2 separate regions of the Mus musculus genome follow, and region 2 is linked to region 1. Evidence: chromatin contacts called from public promoter capture Hi-C data. All regions are on one chromosome and are shown on one strand. The core of a region is the stretch at or near the end of the contact, and the rest is flanking DNA. Distances in the headings are between cores, read along the strand shown.

What was found. Promoter capture Hi-C pulls out the DNA fragments that hold promoters and counts their contacts.
Region 2: a promoter capture Hi-C map of embryonic stem cells shows a contact between it and region 1, with 6 times the contacts expected there. The contact joins the promoter of Enox2 here to the promoter of Slc25a14 in region 1. A contact is called at or near these places in 8 of 39 promoter capture datasets (the C10 cell line, cranial neural crest, embryonic stem cells and 5 more), 1 of 484 Hi-C or Micro-C datasets (CD4 T cells) and 5 of 115 datasets of contacts at active chromatin or transcription factors (the 230-238 cell line, astrocytes, embryonic stem cells and 1 more).

The regions. Positions count from the first base shown.
Region 1 is chrX:48,621,299-48,625,349 of GRCm38.p6, forward strand. Slc25a14 (solute carrier family 25 (mitochondrial carrier, brain), member 14) reads left to right here and starts at 2,280. Exons shown (of 11, transcript NM_001166450.3): 1 at 2,280-2,530; 2 at 2,664-2,908. The coding sequence starts at 2,834.
Region 2 is chrX:49,286,310-49,290,360 of GRCm38.p6, forward strand. Enox2 (ecto-NOX disulfide-thiol exchanger 2) reads right to left here and starts at 1,933. Exons shown (of 16, transcript NM_001271447.1): 1 at 1,792-1,933; 2 at 536-595. Gm39513 (a long non-coding RNA gene) reads left to right here and starts at 607. Exons shown (of 2, transcript XR_882305.2): 1 at 607-1,981.

The DNA of each region.
Region 1 (4,051 bases), core at 1,030-3,529:
GATAGGAAGGGTAAATGGAGAGGGAGAGAGTGACTCTTAGGAACAGCAAGAGACACTTCAGCAGAGTCTCTAGATCAATGTCTGTAAAGGATTTCTAAGTTACGTTAGAATTAGATTCCATGATTCTGTCCTCTTGAATAACTTATATTTTAGGTATATCATAAGTTAAATAAAACTCAAGGCACAATATGTATGGCCAAAAACTGGACATTTGGGAAGACACTAGATAGTAGAAGGCAATTTATAAGAAAAATGGCCAACTTTGACAAGGAGGATAAAATTTTTGTGTATTGTAGCATTAAAGATGTTAAAACTGAAAGAACACAACCAAAGTGCAAATGTATTAGTGTGCTGTATGTTTATAATGGTTCTACAATTGCTATTATTTACTCACATTTAGAATTTTAAAAATGAGTCATTTGAAAACAAAGGGCCTTCAAAGAATTTACCTAGTGGATAACTAGATTAATTGTTGGTAGGAAGGGCTGAGTAGGAAAACATAGTATTGTGCAAAAGCTAAGACAGCAATTTGTTCAAGGGTCAGACCATAATTCTACAAGTTTCAGTGAGTTGAATGTGAGACACAAACCTAGGCGTCAGCTGCACAAATACTTCATGTCACTGAAAAGAGTCCCAACCTTCCAAGTTATAAGGACTGTAAGGTATAGTTTTCCATCCCTCATTTGTCTGAAAGGGTGTTGCTTCGCTGATGTCTAAAATGAAAGAGAATTCACCGTTAAAACTAAAAAAAAAAATTATGTGTATAGGTGTTTTGTCTACATGTGTTTCTGCACACCCTATGAAGTTACCTGGGAGGTCATTTGCTCCCTTGGGATTGGAGTTACAGAGGTTTATTTGAGCCTTGGGAATTGAGTGGTGGGAATTCTCTAGAAGAGCAGCTAGTGCTCTTAACTGCTGAGATGTTTCTCTAGCCTCAGAGGATTCACAAGTTGGAATGCATGAGGTCTTTCTCATCTCTGGATTAATGACATTTCTGACATTAACAGAGAGCTTGGGCTCTGAAGTCAGTCTCAAGGTGAAATCTGAATTCTGCCAGTTATGACAAAACTCTGCTTAACTTTTATGACCTTATTTTTCTTAGTTGTTAGGACGGGAAAATAAGTATATCAACTTTATACTTTATAAGGAAATAGCAAGCAAAAAAAAAAAAAAAGCTCTTGCCATCACAGAACCAACGCTATCTATTATAATGTGTGCTGCTGTAAGAATTTAAGTGAAAAAATGTGAATGAGATGTGGAAGATTCTTTTGGAATAAATGAATTTAAAAATTCATCCATTCAACAAATAATCTCTTAGGACCATAGGCCTTGAAGTCACCTATTTATACTTATGTAAACAACAAACACTTTTATTAACTCTCATGTGATTGTGGAAACTGTGACACGTTAAAAGTAATGGGTGTAGCCTTAATATAGCTAATGGATTCCCCCAGAAGTGTCTAGTTCTCCTCTAATGGCCCTGAGAACTGGGATCCGAAGCTGGCGTTTAAACTTGACTTAGCTGATCGTGAGGTGCGGATTAAGAGCTACACTCTTTCCATTATTTTCTCCAGATTCATTTGTTTTAACTTTTCATGGTGCCCTTTCTGTTTCCAACTTGTTCCCAAGTTTGTCTCTGGGCTTTGAGAACAAGGCATGTTCATAATTTTTCAGCGACTGCTGTCTGACATTCACCAGATAAGGGTTATTTGCTTCCCCCATTTTTATTTCCCTTTCTGACCGTAGGTTCAGTCTCTAAATTCTGCTCAGCTTCTAGTCCTCAGTTGCATCTTAAAAATCTCTCACTTAGAAAAATATTTACTTCGTCTTCTCTCATATATTAACATCCTAACCAGTTTTCCCATCCTCCTCTCAGTCCCCTCTCCCGGATCCATTCCTTTCTCTGTTTCCCTTCGGAAAAGAGCCAGCCTCCCAGGGATATCAACCAAACATGGCATATCAAGATACAATAGGACTAGGCACAAACCTTCATACCAAGGCTTAATGAGGCAACCCACTAAAAAAGGGTTCCAGAAAAAGACAAAAGAGCTTCTTCTCCCACTCGTATCTTAAATCCTTTTACTCCACCTCCCTCCACGTGACGCCCCACCCACCTTCTCTCATTTTTTTAAAAAGGCAAAGCAGAGCCTCTGCTCTGGCTGGTAAATGCAGCGTGGGCGGGTGACAAGGCGCCTCCTCTGCTCTCACTGGTGAGCACCTAAGCTGCACAAGCTACTACACTCCCACGCCTTAGCTCTCTCTCCCGAAGCCTGCAGGAAGGCGGGTGGCTAGCTGCCGACCTTTTTGCACAGGATTCTGGACTCTGGCCTTTTGAATTTAATGGTTTCCTTTCATTCGCGCCTTGCTTTTTCCAGGCTAGGAGTGGGCGGAGTTTAGGATGGCTGCGCCACTGTTGCCGAGGCGACGCCTTGGTTACTTCCGTCGGTTTCAATGCTTCCGGGTTGGCGCTGCGGTGGCGTTTCCTACTGTGGTAGCCTCCGCTTCCCAGTCGTCTGCTGAGCTTGAGCAGGTGAGGGGGATGCTCCTGGACTTCCAGGTTGGGGAGCGGGGCTGGGCCGCGCCAGGCCGCGCGGGGCCGGGTTGGCTTGGTTCCCGGCCTGGGAGGGGCTTAACGGTCCTTTGATCTCTCTCTCTCCCCTCAGCTGAGTCCCTTCCCTGTCTTTCACTCTTCTGGCATCGGTGGCTTTACTTCTTCGATTGAGCTCTGCTTCCTCGACCCCCCGGGAGGCCGCCTCCTTCAGGCGCCTCCCTTCTCTCTACGAACTCGCTCTGACAGCCGAGGAACTGGCAAGATCCTGCACCCAGAGGGTGAATGGGTATCTTTCCCGGAATAATCCTAATTTTTCTAAGGGTGAAGTTTGCAACGGCGGCAGTGATTGTAAGCGGAGTAAGCAACCCCCTCCATTGTATAAGTGTGAGGGATGCTGTTGAAAGATGCTCCCCATCACTTCCTATCCCCCTGTCACTCGTGAGGTTCAGGCATTGAAGGCATCTATTAAAATGCAGTTCAGTTACTTGATTGGGATCACAGCTATTATCAACATGAATTTTGTTTCTCAGACAAGGTAGTAGCAGGGACATTTATAGTTTTCTACCAGTGTGTCCTTGCCCAAACCATAGAGATGCCTAGACTAGAAATTAACTCTTTCCTCCTCTTCATTTATATCATGAAGTGTCTTTTGTCAATGTCTCAACAGTTTAACCTCATTGTCAATTAGCATTCTTTTTTTTTTTTTTTGCCTGCTTCCCACTCTCCTAAGCTATTTTCCTACCTCTTCTGTTTGCAATCCACCGTGCTCGGGGTCCCTAGTAGCTAATTACAATAGGCTATTACCTTAATTCACTTGCCTATTAATAGATCTAGTCTTCCTCCAGCACCTTGTTTCCAAGCCTTCCAGTAGAATCTACCCCTTTTACTTGTTTCAGCCAACAAATTTATTGCTTATTCTGCTCGGGTCCTTCATTTCTGTCTCAGTACAAACCATTGGTGCACATTTCTACATGAGTGTGCGCATTTGCACATCTTACCCCACCTAGATGTCTCCCTTCCCTGCTCCTTTTTTTTATATTAAAGATTTATTTATTTATTATATGTAAGTACCCTGTAGCTATCTTCAGACACTCCAGAAGAGGGCATCAGATCTCATTACGGATGGTTGTGAGCCACCGTGTGGTTGCTGGGATTTGAACTCAGGACCTTCGGAAGAACAGTCAGTGCTCTTACCCGCTGAGCCATCTCGCCAGCCCCTCCTTCCCTGCACCTAACCAGATTCAGTCGGCTCTGTGGAAACCCGGCTTAAGTTCTCTCACTTCCAACAGCTTTTACAAGTTGTTTACACACATGCGATTGTTTTCTGTGCTTCTCTTGATCTCATAGACTGCTCTACGTTTTAACACTTCATTTTTCTCTAACAAAGTATTCAATTTCATCCACCAGATGATTGGGCAGAAAAGATAGGAAGAATGGCAATTACTGTCTTTTGTTAGATTATATTTGTGAATTTATTGGTTTTTTTTTTTTTTTTGTAAC
Region 2 (4,051 bases), core at 683-3,182, 660 kb after region 1:
ACAGCAGACACACTCTGACACAAAAATCCAAATGACTCATTTGGGTTTCTTCCAGGATGAACAATTGTACCTTAATCTTTCCTTGCCACAGTTGGAAAATCATGAACAAAAATACACATCAGAACTAGGAAACCATGGGCGAAGAGCATGGGCGTTCAAGTCAGAAGTTTGTACATCAAAACTCCACCTCGATTATCTCTAATCTATTTGTCTTTAGATATTTGCTTAAAATACCCAGTTTAGTTTCTTCTTCTAGAGAAATAGTGGAAATAATAGTACATATAAGACTCTCAGACAGTGTCACTAAGTGCTTATGATTCTTGGACATTATGTGGGCTCAATAAATAGGAGTCAATACTGTCTTCTAATCAGATGGTTACAATTCAGGTATTCTGCTACACAAGGACAGCAAACTCATTTCTTATTATGTTTATGGCACTTTGCTTTCTAATTGACAGATACAGGTTGTGGCGAAGATTAGCCACAAATAAAACATCTACAAGACAAAAGTTTCTCCTTATATTTAAACTCACACCTGGAACATACCACCACACTTCTTTGTGTTCTCCAAGAATTGATCTCAAATCAGGTTCCCCTAGGATGAAAAGGAAAATCACCCAGTCTTAATTTTTTTGTCTTTAATTTTATTCAATACAGAATAAATTCAAACTTTGCATATTCTTCTACCTGTCATGTCACTATGATCTCCCAATATTATCCTAGTATTATCTCCCAATATATCCCTGCTGATACCTCTTCTAGAACCATGTGTGCCTCTGTCATACACTCCTTCCTTTTCCATCCCCCACTTCTTATTCGCCAAGTCCTGCATCATCAAGAAGCATTTTCTTCCTCTTATGCTCCTTTTGAATCTCTTTTAAACCACTGGAGCCCAAATGAAAGGCAACCTCTTCCACAAAGCATACTAGGATTGTTCTAAGGAAAGAGTAAGTTTCAAGACGTCAGGAAGCTCTGAGTTAGGCTAGAACTTTTACAAAGCAGCCTCTCAATTCTATCTATTGGTGTTAATCAGATTTTGCTGGAAGCCCTTAATATGCTCCAGGTTTTTAAATGGTCCAATTTGCCCTCTACCCTCACTAGAACACTGTACTGAACCTTAATTGTGTATTTCTCAAAAGTAAGATTCTTTTTTTTTCTGCTTCCTATCCCTTCTGGAAATTGAAGGACACCTTTTCCACTCCAATGACTAGTTGAAAAAGGCCAGTAAAAAGAGATGAGCCAAGAGAAAGAGATTGAGAGAGAGAAAGAGAGAGAGAGAACACCTCATTATCAGGAAGCAGAAATGGAAATTGACAGAAAATCAAGCCCTGGGTTTAGCAAGGAATTTCCACTCGCCTAGAGGAAACGGGGGTGCAGGGTGGGGTCGAGTGGGGTTTGTGTGTGTACTTGCAGTGGTAGGTGCTCAGAGCTGAGCAACAAATTAAAGGCGGGAACAGAGCACCCAACTCCTGCCTGAAGGGGAATCCAGATGCCACTTTTTGGAGGCTCTCTCATCCTAAGAAGGAGCCTGCGCTGGGTGGTGGGGAGAGGGGCGGGTGGAGGTAGGAAATAAGAGAAGAGTTGGGAGGAGGGGGGACGTGCTTGTGCTTTGGATGCTAAGGCAACTGGTGCCTGCCCCCCAACTCCAGTCAAGGCACCCACCACCCATGAAGAAGCGGGCTGGGCGGAGTTAGGCGCCAAAGATTGCGGCCCCGGAAGCACCCTCCTCCCTAGACCCCCTCGGTCCCACAGTCCCCGGCCACTGCCACTCGGGCTTTCTGCCTCGCTGACCTCCAGCTCCCCGGCTACCGAAGCGCTACTCCTTAAACAGCCGCGGAAAATCGGACCCGCTCGGAAGTTCCTGGACCCGGAGTGCCCTCAGGGTGGGGTGTGCCCCACAACTGTCTTCCCAACCGTGCACCTTCTACTAGATGGCCTAGGCCAGGCAATGGGGCCCAATAGCTGGACTCTAACCTACCAGGTGACTATTGAAGCCTCTCCCATTGGCTAGGGCATCAGAGAACCGCGAGGCCCGAGCATGTGTCTTCATGGGAAATGTAGTTTGAGGTCACAGGAAACTGTTATTCCTCAGAAGTATCCAATATTTGCTTAGGTATCAAGGGATGCTAGAGGATTCTGGGAGATGAAGTCAAAATGCTTTCTTCTAGATACCCACAATTCCTCTCACACCAAGCTTCCTGAAAACCCTGAGTTGAAATACAGGACAGTGTTATGGGTATTGTAGTTTAGTGTGCAAGGACCCTCAAGCTTAGGTATAGAGAGCTTGTAGAGACAGATAAATGTTCGAGATTCTTTTGAATACTAGAAAAGTATTTATGTTTTGAGAAAGAATGTTTGCATTGCATTATAATTTGACATTTTCATTTGAAGTCTGAGTATGGTTGATTTTTTTGTTTAAGGAAGAATGCTGCTATCTAGCCTAGAACTGGCTTTGAATTAAGAATCCTACTGCCTAAGCCTCTTCAAATGCATAATTAAACACATGTGCTATGAACATATACATTTCCGTTTTGTTAAGATTAAATTTTTAATTAAAAATATACCTTGTAAAAGTTTGCCTTTTGTTAGAGTCATTAGAAAACTAGGTACTTCTAATTGGGAATTATATTTTCCTTTAGGACTTGTCATAATTAAATATGTAAATGTGATGTGGAGATACCAAAAGAAATCTACTAAATAGATAGGCAGTTAAGCTGTATTCTTGTATTGAAGATTGATGGCTTTGCCATATACTAGTATAATGCTATAGCTCATAACAGATGCACAATACAACTAGAAAAATATCTTACATATCTTCAAGAAAACATCTTTTAAGTAAAACTATGTAACAAGAGACCAGTAAATAAATGGGTGGATAAACACCAGTAGACCCAACTTCATAAAAGACACATTAGATCTAAAAACACATACTAATGCAAACACATTTAAAGTAGGTGACCTTAAAACCCCACTCCCACCAAAAAGCAGGACGAAAACTAAACAGAGAATTTCTAGAGTTTACACAACATCAAAAATCAAATAGACTGAACAGACATCTACAGAAATTACACTCAGACACTAAAGAGTACATATTCTTCTCATCAGCCCATGGAAACTTCTACAAAATTAACATGTTAGGACACAAATCAAGACTGAACAAACAAAGAAAAGAAAATTTGAAATAATATCCTACATTTTATTGAATCACAGTAGAATAAGGGTAGATATTAACAGCAATAGAAACTATAAGAAATACACAAACTCAAAAAAGCAAAACACACTACTGGATGATAATTTGGTCAAAAAACTCAAGGAGACAAATTTTTAATTCTTAGAATTGATGGAAAAGGAAAACAACACATCAAAACAAATAGCACATGATAAAGGCTAGGCTAAGGGGAAGTTTTATAGCACTAAGTGCCTACATTAAAAGCAAAAGAAAACAGAGAGCCAGGTGTGGTGGTCCACATCTTTCTCAGTACTAAGGATGTAGAAGCAGGCAAGCCTCTATGAATTCAAAGTTTGACTGCTTTTCATAATGAGTTCCAAGCCAGCCAAAGATACATAGTGAGACTGTGTTTCAAAGCAAACAAACATTAAGGGATTGTAAATTAATTAAAAGAAAGAGAAAGATGATACAAATTAATAAAATTAGAGATGAAAGGGGAGAAATTACAACAGATAGTGAGGAAATTCAGGGAATCATGAGGACATTACAAATTCGTGTTCCACTAAAAAGAAAAATCTAAAATAAGTGGATAAACTTCTAGATACATATGACTTACCAACCTTAAGCTAAGGTGAAGTAATATAAAGAAACACATAGCAACCAATGAATTATAAGCAGGAATAATAAATCTCCCTGCTAAAAAATTCCCAAGACCAGATAGATTCAGCACAGAATACTACCTGTCCATTAAAGAAGAACTAATATCAATACTCCTTTCATCATCCCATAAAATAGGGAAGGAAAGAACGTTTCCAAATTATTTTTATAAAATCAGTGTTACCCTTATTCTAAAAAGGTGATAAATAAATCCAGACCAATCTC